Linked DNA regions of Mus musculus: region 2 is linked to region 1. The links are chromatin contacts, called in public HiChIP or PLAC-seq maps. All regions are on one chromosome and are shown on one strand. Each heading gives the region's core, a stretch centred on a gene start, on an enhancer-like site or on the middle of the called end of the contact. The rest is flanking DNA. Distances are from core to core; before and after follow the strand shown. Region 1 has its middle 22 kb from the start of Gm4035. Region 2 holds the start of Dsp (desmoplakin).

What was found. HiChIP or PLAC-seq counts read pairs in DNA pulled down with a chosen protein or histone mark.
Region 2: a FOXA1 HiChIP or PLAC-seq map of pancreatic cancer cells shows a contact between it and region 1. The contact joins the promoter of Dsp here to the enhancer-like site in region 1. A contact is called at or near these places in 3 of 39 promoter capture datasets (cranial neural crest, hippocampal neurons and liver), 3 of 484 Hi-C or Micro-C datasets (cardiomyocytes and embryonic stem cells), 5 of 115 datasets of contacts at active chromatin or transcription factors (cardiomyocytes, embryonic stem cells, extraembryonic endoderm stem cells and 1 more) and 1 of 9 other capture datasets (embryonic stem cells).

What each region holds. Positions count from the first base shown.
Region 1 is chr13:37,454,176-37,460,581 of GRCm38.p6, reverse strand. No RefSeq gene overlaps it. Among named protein-coding and RNA genes, the nearest start is that of Gm4035, 22 kb to the right of the region's middle. Within about 2 kb of position 3,376, at least 104 of the 459 cell types and tissues checked have an H3K27ac peak or open chromatin away from gene starts, as enhancers often do. A contact at or near this core is called in embryonic stem cells, extraembryonic endoderm stem cells, liver and 1 more, where this site is marked.
Region 2 is chr13:38,148,162-38,154,567 of GRCm38.p6, reverse strand. It overlaps Dsp (desmoplakin), which reads right to left and starts at 3,274. Exons shown (of 24, transcript NM_023842.2): 1 at 2,774-3,274. The coding sequence starts at 2,979.

The DNA of each region.
Region 1 (6,406 bases), core at 2,127-4,626:
ATTGGACCTAGTTACCCTCTAGAGAATAAGATTACACTTTTATTTTCCCCTTATTTACTTCCCACTCCTCCCTCATCTACAAAGCCTGGACGCCGACGACGCCTTCAGTCCCAGCCACTGTGAAACTCTGGCTGAAACCGGTCAGAAAGGCTTCCTGCCAAGTGACTTTTGGCCAGGCGGCGGTGTGATGAACTGAGTGCAGAGGAGAGCCTCTCTGGTTTTCTCATGGATGTTCCACGTCAGCCTCGAGCTAATTTGATCCAGCTCAACAATGTGCCCCAGTTATCCCACAAATGCTTAGAAGGACCGAATTGGCAGGTCTGGAAAAAGGCAATAGAGAACTCAGCCCAAGGCTCTCTTAACTGCTCCAAAGGACTCTAGACGCTTCCTTGGGAGGGAGCTGTCTGTCTTCCATTCAGCTTCTAAGCGTGGGTGAGCTGAGAGTGTGAACAGAGGCTTCGCACGGTTGGTTTATTTAACCAGGACTCCTTGTCAGAGCTCTTGTGTGTGGAGACATTGAGGATGAAAACAATCATTGCCAGTTGCAACAGGGTTTCCGTTTGAAGGGTACAGAAAGAACGGTTTATTCAGGTCTAGGGGAGAGACAGCGACCACTCCGTGTGCTGGGTACACCTTGTTGGGGACAGGATAGGGCTGGAAGCTGGTTGTAGATGCTGTCCCCTGACTACTCTGCAGGATGGCCTGGCCCTTCAAAGAACTTGTACTTTGGGCTTCATTGAGATTCCAGCTTCAACAAATAACACGAGACTGCAGAGGCTGCTTACCTGGCAGAGGGAAGGGACACAATCAACACTGAGTGACTTTGGTGCCATGGCCACGGACAAGGGCAGATTCTTTAGTTTGAAGGGTTTCAAATGAAGTGGGTTTGGTGTTTCCTTCCTTAAGTCCCATAGGAGCCTGAGAATGTTCTGCCAAGTTTAAAGAGGGGAAGTGACTTTTAGGGCAACTTGGCTCCTAAGAATGGCCACCTTCATGCGGATACCCTTTAACTCCATCCATGTCTGCTATTCCAGGCATCGTCTTGCATTTTTTTTTCTTTTTTCTGAAGACCCAGAAGTCAGCAGCTGCACATAGAATCAAAATGGAACTTGAGTTACTCTATTTGGAAAATGGTTGAGCCCCCCTGCATGCCTGTCCTCCTAGGGACACAGTCTTTGTTAAGTATGTTTCCAACCTCTTCCTATTCGGCTTCTATTTGGTCCACTGTTTGCAACCTTAGCCCTGCCTGTTTTTCTTTTTGCTCGAAGTGGAAAATACTATTCATCTTGTCGCTCAGCTGCTGGGTGGATCCTGGAGCAGCTGTCCCTCGGGGACATGGGTGAGACTCAGTGCTGTGCCTGCAAATGCCAGGGATGGAGAGATAATGAATGTGCCTCGGAGAGAGAAACCATCCCGACATTACGATGCCAACCTTCACCCGTGTCAGACATCTTCAGTTGCCGCTGTCCTTCAAAGGACCCTGTGTCTCACGAGGGTGACAGTGGTTCCCAAACAATTTCAGGTCTGCCTTTTTAAATCCCAGGCTGGGGATTTACCCAAGACTCAGCTTCTAGTTATGTAAATCTTCCTCCTAAAAACAAGGAGTCCGTTTTGAATAAACTGGACTGATGTAAAAACTGAGAGCCATGGGCCCATGGGATGAGACTGTTAGGCTAAGTGTGGAATTGGTGGCACCTCTTGCCAGGACCCTGGGGCACATCATCTAGGGCGTGTTCCAGCGATGTCTTTCATGGGGGAAGCAGGGTGCTTGCTGTCCTTTTGAATCGTGTTTTCAGCCTGATGACCCGGCCTCTGTATCTGTTGCTCTTAGAAGAGCAAAAGTCGGTGGTGGTGAAATTGGTTGGTGACTTTGGCTTATTGTGTAATCTGAATATTAAAGTTTATTTTCAAGGCTTTAAAAAAAAAACATTTTGCCAGCTTTAGAGGTAAATATAGTAACCATCATTCAGTGTCAAAACTAAACCAATTTTTAAACATTTGAATCTAAATTATAGAATGAAGAAATTATTTCAACTGTTGTTTTTGTTTGTTTGTTTGTTTTATTTTTTTGGTCTTTGTTTTTTTTAGGCACAGAAGTGATAATTTAAAGCCACAGATCACTTGGCACGTTGCTCGTTGACCTTAGGGTTATTATTTATGGTTATATTTACATCTGCTTTAAAGGGGTATTCCTCTGTATCTTACTTTTAATTTTCACCTATTCTTAGAGAAAAGGTCTCACTATACAGGTGGCCTGGGCTGGCTCTAGGGACCAGGCTGGTTTTGAACTTTTAGTGTTCTGTAGTCTCTGCTTCCCTGGTGTGAGATCATAGGTGTAGTTCACTAAGCCCAGCCTCTGTATTATTTCTATGTATTCATTTTATATTACTTTTAAAGAAGAGCTAAACACTTTCCTTTCCAAAGCATTTTGAATCTAAATATTAATTTAATTATCATTTTTTAGTTCAATAGCATATTAGCAAACATGAAACAAAGACTCCTTAGGCAGAGAGAGGATCAGTGTCCTCCCTCCTCTGAATGCGAGGACACAACAGGCAAGCACTCTGCCATTCTCACTTGGCATGCTCCTTATTGGAGGGGCAGAGGGAAAGCCACTTCACCCTGTGATGGGCACCATCCTCACTGCCTCACATAAGGTCCCTCTGGATGCGTTCTCATAACGGAGGATTCCAAGGAGCATCCTGGGGCCAACAGAACAGACTGTCTATCCTGAGGGAGGGAGGAATGTCAGTTGAGAGTGTTGCTGCTGTTCATGGGCCACTCCTGATGCTCTCCCCTTCTCTGTAGTTGTAGCGAGCTCAAGCACCAAAACAAACGATCCAGGGATGACCCATGCTTTCATGGTGTGCTGCACACCCGGGAAGGGTTTTCTTTGTTTGTTTTAGGAAAGATTGGCTCTCTGTTCTCCACTGATTTGTGATCTGTGCTCCCCCTGTCTTTGAGTTCTGGGAGAGACATTTTGGATCACAGGATGGAGACGGTGGAAAAAGAACAGGCCGGAGCATCGGGAATAGGCCTAGAACTCTAGGGACAACATTCTTCATGCTCTCTTAAGAGCTTAGAGGTTTGGAACTGGTGGCAACTGGTAGTTTTCAGTGTTTGGTAAACAGCCAGCATCCGGAGCCCTGGGAACAGCCTCGCTTAGCTCTTTGTTTAAGTTTTGGGATAGAGGCTCTGAGTAGTTGGTGCAGGGGAGAGAAATTAGCAACCACTGCTCGTTCACAGCTGGGCAGCCAAGTGGACAGCCCTGAAAGACCCAAGCTGACAGGAGAGAAAGAGGCCCCTACCAGTCTTGGACCAACAGCTCTTAGAGAAGGACACTCCCTCACCCCAACCCCCAACTGCTCTGCATCTGCCTGGCCTCTGGCCAAAGATCTGTGCACACTGCAGCGTTGGTATGCTTTGGGTGAGGCTCGTGGTCATAGCAACAGGAATGGGAGAGACCCAGTTCCTGGGAGTAAGAACTGTGGCCAAGATACAGATTGGGCAGGCTAGGGGTAGGGAGGGGAAGTCAAGGTTAGTTTTGCCTGAAGAATGGAGCCCTTTACTGTTGTGGACAGAGCCACTTCAGCCAGGGGCTACTAATGGCTGTTCTCAAGTCTCTCCTTTCTCCAAGTAGGTGTGGCTCAGGCTGAGTTTGTTAAACTCTGGTGAACGTTTTCAACCCACTGACCTGCTGATTTTTAGAGAGAATTAAGCACTGACCTACTTGCTGGTGGCACACAATCACATTTAAATATGCATGCACCTATTTTTTCCACAAAGGAGTTTTTGTTTTTGTTTTGTTTTGTTTTTAGGAAAAAGAGATGTTCTGTGCACATGTGGCCTGTGATCAGAACCGAGGGCTCACACTGGAGGAGCTGAGTTCTAATCCCAGCATCGACTCTTCCCCTCTCCCCGAGGGACTTCTCTGTGCCCTATTTTCTTTATCTATGAAATGAAATGATGAGGTAAAAAGCGAGAGGACCGGCTCCAGCTCTGAGCTTCTATGTCTATAGACCATGGGATAAAGGATAAGGGCCGTTTCTATTGTTGAGTCTTCTGTGTTTCTGGCTCATATTTCTTTGAAGCCAGCAGGTATAGCTAACGATTAGAAAAGTCAACAGACTTCCTTTTCAACTTTTGATCTCTTTAAATTCTTTATTTCTTTTAGAGCCGTTTCGAGCTCACACACAGTTGAAAAGGGGCACGCACAGAGATTTTCCACACAACCCTCAGGCACCCCCCCATTATTGCCATCCTAACAGGAGTGGTTGATTTGTCACAACTGATAAATACATCGACAGACTGTGATCACACAAAGGCCATAGTGTACAGCAGGGCTCTGTCTTGGTGTTGTTCCGTTTATGGGTTCACAGAGAGTGAATTAAGCTACGAGTCTACCAGGGCTTAGGGGATAAGAATACTTGCAAGGTAAGCATGAGGCTCTGAGTTCAAATCCCCACCACCTACATAAAAAGCTGGGTGTAGTCACACGCTCTCCTAGAGCCCCAGTGTGGTGAGGTAGCAAAGACAGGACTTCTGGGGCTTGCTGGACACCAGCCAAGCTCCAGGTACAGAGAGACTTGACTCAAAGGAATGAGGCAGAGAATGATAGACAGCTGGGTACTCAACAGGATCCCCTGGCCTCTGCATGTAAGTGGGAACATGCAGTAACACACAGACATGCACACACAACACACACACTCACACAGCATAAAAACTTAAAAGAAAAAAAAAGATACCCATCCCCTTTAAGCTGCAGTCGCCCCTCCCCCCGCTTCCCCTAAGCCTCTGGCAATAGTGGATCTTTCCTGTCTCCTTGGTTTTGCCTTTCTCAGAACATCATGTGGCTGGAGTCACACACAGTGTGTGGCCTTCACGGACTGGCTCCAGATAAGTTTCTAGTTTATTGTTACTGTTTGCTTGTGGTGATATGGGGTCTCAAGGACCTGGGGCTTCTTCTCTAGCTCAGGTTGCCTATGAAGGCAGCAATCCTCCTGCTTCAGCATCACAAGTGCTGGAAGAGGAGCATGACCCAATTATCCCTACCTCCTTGTCTCTCTTGCAAGTGTTGCATCGAAACTCTCTGGTGGCCTTGTTTTGGTGGCAATTGTAACAACTTCCTCATCTCTTGTCACTCTTTATCTGCTTATCCCCCAAATATCCCAGGATTCCTTAAGGCCAATCTCTCCCTCTCCCTCTCCCTCTCCTTCTCCCTCTCCCTCTCCCTCTCCCTCTCCCTCTCCCTCTCCCTCTCCCTCTCCCTCTCCCTCTCCCTCTCCCTCTCCCTCTCCCTCTCCCTCTCCCTCTCCCTCTCCGTCTCCCTCTCCCTCTCCCTCTCCCTCTCCCTCTCCCTCTCCCTTTCCCTCTCCTCCCCTGCCCCCTTTCCTCCCCTCCCCCTCTCCTGCTCCCTCTCCCCTCTGCCTTCCCCTCCCCCTCTCCTTCCCTCCCCCACCTCCTCTTTATCTCCCTAGATTATTTTCCTTTTCCCAACTGGTCTCTCACAGAAATCTAAGCTGCCAGGCCCTACATCTTCTCCCTCAGTGACTATCACCACAGGCCCAACAATTATTTATCATTTGGGTTTTTTTTTTAATCTCACCCCCAACTGTGCAAAAGAATCAGGCTGGAGATTTTAAAAGAAACAGAAAAATCAAACAAATGGCCCACACCTGCCTGGTTCAAGGGTCTTGGGTAGGACCTGGGCATTTGCTCTTTTTAGATCCCTGGATATTCTAATGTACAGTCACTTGGGAAGCCATGGTTAAAGGAGAATCAATGTCCTGTTACAGGTTGTAGGACATCCTTGGCTGTGACAGTAAAGGTCACGTTCTTGTGTGCTGATGCAGTTGCCTTGTTGAGGCATGGCTCTAGCTGTGACATCACTCCCTGAAAGATGGTCCTGTGAGCCCCAATTCCTGGAATTTCGGATTTTGTGTTATCCTCTCCCCTTAAGCCTGGGCTGCGCCTAATGACTCAGACCTAACCAGGAGCGTGTGTCAGAGTTGATGGGAGGGTACTTCCAAGCTTTTATGTCCTGTTTCTTTTGCTTGGCTTCTGGGTCCCTTCCCCAGCCCTTGCAGCATTCTTGCTCTAAGGGACAATGGCTAACAGTGATGGATGGCTCAGTGACAGGGAAGTGAGGTAGTGATGTCCTAAAGCCTGCTGACTTCCCGGTGAGTGAGCTGGAATTCACACGAGCTGCCCTCTGGTACAGCCCTGCATGACTAAGGCCCCAAACCTATGCAGACTGCAACCTCTGTCAGAGGTCTCCAGCTAAACCACACCTAGATTCCTGGCTCATAGGAGCCAGAAGATAGAGAAATGCTGTTAATTTTGAAGCATTCAGTTTTGGGGTTTGTTATAGTTTAAGCCTGTAATATCCCCCGCCATGCCCACTCCC
Region 2 (6,406 bases), core at 2,025-4,524, 690 kb before region 1:
TTCCTTAAGTGGAACACAAGGAAAAGTTAAAGTGATTATAGCTCCCATCTAACCTAAAATAAAGACACACAGAGCAGGTGGTGATAGGAGGGGGGTGGGGGTGGTAGGGAAGACGGCCTTACAGTGTACATGTGATCTCAAACTGTTCTGAAAGTAGCCAAAAGTTAGCTGTGGAAAAGACACAGAGGAGACACATTTCCCGGTGATTTCAACAGCAAAAAATAAGATCTGAGTTCTCTATCAAGACTTGTTTACGTAAAGAAGAGTTACACACACTTATTTCAAACATTATTTCATTTGTATCAATTCAACCCATAGATTCAAATAAGTTAAAATTCAACTAGTAGTCTCCATGCTGATTTTTGTAGAGAGAGGAGAAAAAAAGCCGTGAATATTATTTAACCATTCACTTAGCAGAGGTTTCCAACTCTCTTGGGCAGACAGGGCCTCCTACATCTGCAAAACATAAGTGATGAGCAAACAGCTCCCTTCACACAAAACTAAAATGTTACCAGAAAAACAGGTCCGGGTACAGGGCCTGACTCTCTGCTTAGTCTCTATGAACTGAAAATGCAGAACTCAGCATTCATGGGCTATTTTCTATTGAGCACTAGGACAGGTCCAACGGGCTGGGGGAGGGGGGGAGGCAGGAGAGTGGGAGGACTCTATCACCTGGGTCTCAAGAGAATGATAGCCTCTGAGTCACTGGCCACCTCTGACACCCTGCAGGGCCACTGACTAATGTCAATCCTGGGGGGCGGGGGGGGGGGGGGAATCCTTTCTCAAAGTGAGGTAATTTTCCACTTCTGTCTGTTTTGCCTTCCGGATCATATAGAGCTTGACAGGTTGGGGGAGGGGGGACGCAGAAATATTGAAGGACAAAAAATATCGTTTTTCTCCAAATTAAGTGTTTTAGGGAAGAACCCTAATAAGACATTTATCTTTACACAGCTCCCATATTAATGAATAAATTAAAAATATTGCTTCTCTATAAGATGATAAGAAACTAAGGAAGTAAATTAACCAATTACTAGGCACTGATAGCTGTCACTGTAAGAGGGCTGAGGGTGTAGGTCAGGAGTAGAATACTTGCCTACTGCGTGTGAGGCCTTGGGTCTGATTCCCAGTAAAGCAAAAATAACAAATGCTAAGAAACCTAGGCTAGTAGAATCAGACTAAATAGTAAGATTAATAATAACAATAACTTGGTTCATAAAGTGTTGAAAAGAACTGCTAAAGAATTCTTCCATATTCTGATCCAGACTTTAATTATGTAATCCACACATTGAAAAGAATAGGCTACTGAATTCCGGGAAGGCTAAGACACAAAAGTACATTTGAGATTTTGGTGGCTCGCCAAACTTTAAAATATACTTTAAAACCAAGTTTTTAAACTTGGTGTTGCCGGAAACAATCGTTCCTCAAAATCCTGGGACACAATTTGTTAAGAAAACAAAGATCTCTAATGAGAAAAGGTATCCTGCTGCCTGAGAAATAAATAAATTTAAACAGAAAACGAGTTGCAACTGGAAGGACTGTCGGATCTCTAAAACTGCTTGCAAAACAAAACGCCATCGGAGCCATTAGGTTTCTCCTCCTCCGCCTGCGGCCACTGCGCTGCGAAGTATTAAGGTAGTGGGGCGGCCGCCTCCAGAGGCGCGACCGAGGTAGGGCTGGGAAGGGGCGGGTCGCAAAAGTCTCACGGCTCACGTGGGCTTGCAGAAAGCAGCTGTGGGGACCGTGTGAAAGGATGCTCATTACCTTCTCCCACCCACCAGTGACTCCCTCGCTGTATTTACCCGACTATCCCGGGAAGAGGACCCAGCCCTTTGTGCCGTGGGTTCCTCGGCAGCTCCTAATCCTGGGCGCCACAGTGCTTTCTCCAGGGTCACCCTCTCAGCCAGAGCTGGAGCCCATTTTATACAGATCAAAGAGATGACTAATACTGAGCCCAGAGCCACAATTATTACAAAGTCTCCAGGAGACTAGGCTGATTTTTTTTTAAAGGTGCGGAGCCTCCGGTGCGATCCCGGTGACCAAGTGGCCAGAGTGGGGAAAGGGGAGCGAGCGGAACAGACCAAGTTTGCAGCCCGTGCCCAGAGGCTATCCCTACAAAGGAACCCATTTGCGTGACAGGGGACTTTCAGGCTCCGTGGAGGGTGTAACTTCCATGCAGATACCCTCGGGTGGCCAATAACCTAAGGGCCTCCGCCGCCGTCGCCCTGGGGTGACCATGAGTTGCAAGTCCTGAGTCCCTCCGAGGCCACCGGGCAGCAAAGGGAACTCCACCCCTTCACAAGTTTTATTTTTCGTTAGTTTGAAAGCTGGGTTTTGGGGCCGCAGCTCCGCCTAGCCCGACCTCCCACCTGCGGTCTGGAACAAAGGCAATCACAGCTGGGTCCACTTTGCAAGGGACAACCGGGGGTGGGGAGGAAGAGGGTACGACCAAGGAGAGACCTGCGTCCCTGCCGTCCATTGCTCCCCTACACAGTGGAGGTGGAAAAGAGCCGCTTCTAGGATAGAAGAGAGGTGAGGACCGTGGGACCCTGCGTAGGCTCACGGTAGGACTGTCGCCTGGGTCCCAGCACACACCCAAGCTCCCTGTTCTCACTGGCTAGCGCTGGGCGTAGGGACACCCGTTCCTGCGCTTCCGTGACCCGGGGCAAAGCACTTTCCTCGGCCTAGACCTGGGTTTCCTGGTTGGCCCAGGAGGCGGGCCACTACCTGACCCAAGATTTGGGACTGAGCTAGGTGGCGGCGGGCTGATACCCACCAGTAGCCGTCGGAGTTCTGGTCGTTGACGGTGCAGCGCCGGGAGTGGGAGTAGAACGTCCTGCTGGTGCCCCCGCCGCCGCCCCCGCCGCCCCCGCCGCCGCCACCGCTGTAGGTCATCTCGTAGCGCAGGTCCGGGCCGGACTCCGCGCGGGTCATGCGACCCAGCGTGTTGATCCGCGGGTGGGAGCCGCCGTTGCAGCTCATGTCTGCGGTCACTCAAGAGAGCCGCTCAGCGCCGCGGCATACGCGAGGCGTCGCCTCGGAGCACGCGAGGGACTCCGGGAGAGGAGCGCGGAACGCGGAGGACTGGCGAGGGCTCAGCGCTCCAGCAGGGCGGAGACGGGGACGGCGACTGGCTAGGCGCGGGAACCGGAGTGGAGCTGTGGCTCGGAGGGCAGCGAGGGCTCAGAGGAGCTGGGTCGCGCCTGGGTGTTGGTGTTGGTCGAGGCGGTGCGAGTCTCCTCCCCGCTGGCACCCGGCGCCCAGGCCACACCTGGTCGGCTTCTTCCCAGGGCGAGGTGCGGCTGCCTCGCCTCCCCCGCCCTCCCCCCCGCGTGTCACCGACGCCTGGGGCCGCCCTCCCCAACCTGCGGCTCCGCCCTGCGCCACCGAAGCCTGAGCAGAGGCGAGGGGCGGGGACCTGGCGACTGGATCCCCGTCGGAGGGCTGCGACCCCGCGGGACTTGCTTCAGGCTCTAGGAGCCACAGTGGCACACCTTTGGAGGATTTCCTACTCCCCCAAGAGGCGGAAATAAAGTGGCTTGGGAGGGTCACTCCATGGGACGACTCTAGTGAAATGTTGACTTTTTGCTTATCCCAGGAAACCATGCCAGCTTCTATTTAAATAGCCCCAAGAGTTCGATTTCTGTTGTGTAAAAGATAATTTAACAGAGAATCCCGAAAAGGGCTTCTCCAGAAATATTTTGTCATGAGGGACTTAGTTCAAGGCTAGACTGGGCTTCATAGCAGGACTTTGCCTGAAACAGAAACAAGACGTGGTTTTCCATTTCTCTAAAAGAATCATGAGCACGTTTGTCCCCTGTAGACTCCTGAGCCCCAACTTGGGTCCCTTTCTGCTCCCATGAAGCCTGAACAGATACCGTTCCAGATGAGTAACACATTCCACCGATTGGTTCCAAAGCCACTCCCAGTTAGCAGATGAGTGCAATTTACACCGTAGTCTCCATAAACTGACTTTAGATACAGACCCCTGTACACTAGCCATTAAAAGCTGTTTAGATAACTTGGGGTGGCGTTAAATGCTCTCTAGTAAACACCACTTAAAGATCTTGGTAATAAATATTTCTTGTCTCCCTGAATAATGTCTGTTAGCTTTCCTGTTTGTACAATGTATTTCTCAAATGTTCATGAGCTGGTTAAAGCAGCCCAAAAACTAAATACCAAACTACATTGGTATGCTGTAAAGGAGAAGAGGAGGTTTTCTAAATATGTGCCCTATCTAATTCTGCAATGACACTTCCAAGTTTTGGACACAATTTTTGACAACAGATCTTGCTTGCACGTTTGCTTCCTGATTGCCCAGAGCAGACCGACTTAAATCCAAGGAGTCAAACGCACAGTGAGATAACAGTTTACCACGGTTAGCTCAACCACCCATATCTGCCACTGTTCGACTACCATCAATTTCCTCTCGTTTCTAACAACAAACTCACCTGGCCAAAGAGCTTGTAGACAAAAGTGCTTTGTTTAGAAATAGAATCCGTATCCGCAAGTCAGCCTCCACACAAACAACCCATAGTATCCGGAAGACGTTTGGGTCGTCAGCAAATAATGCACGGAATTTGATTCGGAATGTTTTCCTTCTTATGCATCTTGTTTGTCCAGTGGATAACTATAACACACTGTATGGAAGGGCCTGTATCAGACTGTGCAAGACAACGATGACTAACGCACAGCCACGGTCCTCATAAATACTATAGTAGAACCTCAGTTTCAACCATTTGGAGATCTCCTTTCTCCAATACTGAAAAGGATGCACAGTCAACCTGGAAATTCATCTTAAATACAATCCATTCTTCTATGAAACACCTCACAGCAAGAAAGGCTCTCCTCCACCAGAGATAGCTAGCACATCTGGGTGCTCACATTGGTTAGTCCGTAGCTGGGCTGCCCGTACTCCCCCCTCCCCAGACTCACAGCTGGTCAATCTATTTACAAAGCAGGGGAAGATGGGAAAACACAGCCCACCAGATGTAGGTTTATGGCCATCCTTGCTTCCTGACCTACCTCATTGCATCTCGCTCTCCTCCAGGCCTTCCCAAGAATACTGGTGGCTCTAAAACTAACCAAACATGCCTGTCTGGGAAGACTGTGATTTCATTTATCTTTCTCTAAGGCGAGCCAGGAAGATAAAAGGGTGAAATAAGTAGGTTGACATGCTAGGGAGGTGGACTCCAGACACACACATGACATTAGTTGTCTAGGCTGTTTCAGGTCATGCTAAAGGACGAACATCGGAAGACCATCATCATAATGATGTTATAATTCACTCAGGCTAGAGCTCAGCTCAGAAAATGGAATATCTGCCTTACCAACGTCTAGAGTAAGGACCAGAGATGAAGTACCACATGGAATCATTCTTAAAGATGGAAAATATATACAAAGCTTAGGGTGCCAACTACTGAACCAAAAGTTCTTGGCTAGATGCGAAGTGTCCGTCTTTATCTCGAGGTCAGAAATCTCCTCTTTGTTAACATGCATTCTATGAGGAGTCATATTGGATATCAGCGAGGGCCAGCCCACAGGCTCAATGTTAGACACACAAAGGTGGGTAAGATGCAGCCAGCCCTTGCCCTGAAGGAAATCAAAATCTGGATTTGGAAAGAGATCACAACAGTGTATGCTATGATTTTCTTAGAGCCATGAGGGTCCAGTAAAGGGCTGAAAGGTCTGTTTCTTACAACCAGATTTGTGGGTTTTGTTGTTAGTTTGATCATTGGTTTTGAGTTTTCGAGACAGGGTTTCTCTGTGTAGCCCTGGCTGTCCTGGAGCTCACTCTGTAGACCAGGCTGATCTCAGAGATCCTACTGACACCTCCTGTCTCCCCCACATCCTCACCCCCACCCCCACAGACCACACCACACCACACCCCCTCCCCCAGTACTGGAAGGAAAGGTATGCACCACCACTGCCTGGCTTACAACTGGGGTTGAAAAGCACCAGATTTAGCGTCTGGAAGTCTTCACTTGCTGGGCTGACGGAGGTCAGCTATTTTTTCCCCTGCCACTTGTAGATAGCTTCCCATGTAGTGACAGAGACAGTTTCCTGACAGGCAACCTTGTCTCTGGTTAACCTTAGAAATGACCTTGCAGCTAGGAGATAGTCCTCGGCCTTATCCTGAGCACATGTAAAACTCTAAACAGAACACCTTGGTTTCAATGAGGTTAACAGGAACCATTCACTGGCTCAGAGTCCTATGGGTGCCCTTATTATCTCTTTGTAGTAAGTGGCACACGTTTGTTCCAAATCATATACAGCAGTTCAAAATGGCCAGCTTGCCTGCTAGAGGAAGAGTATTCTAATAAATTAGAACACACAAAAACTTAGGCTAGAAGTATGTGCAATAAAGAAGACGACCTATTAAATTGGCAGAGAATGTTTTAGTTATAGA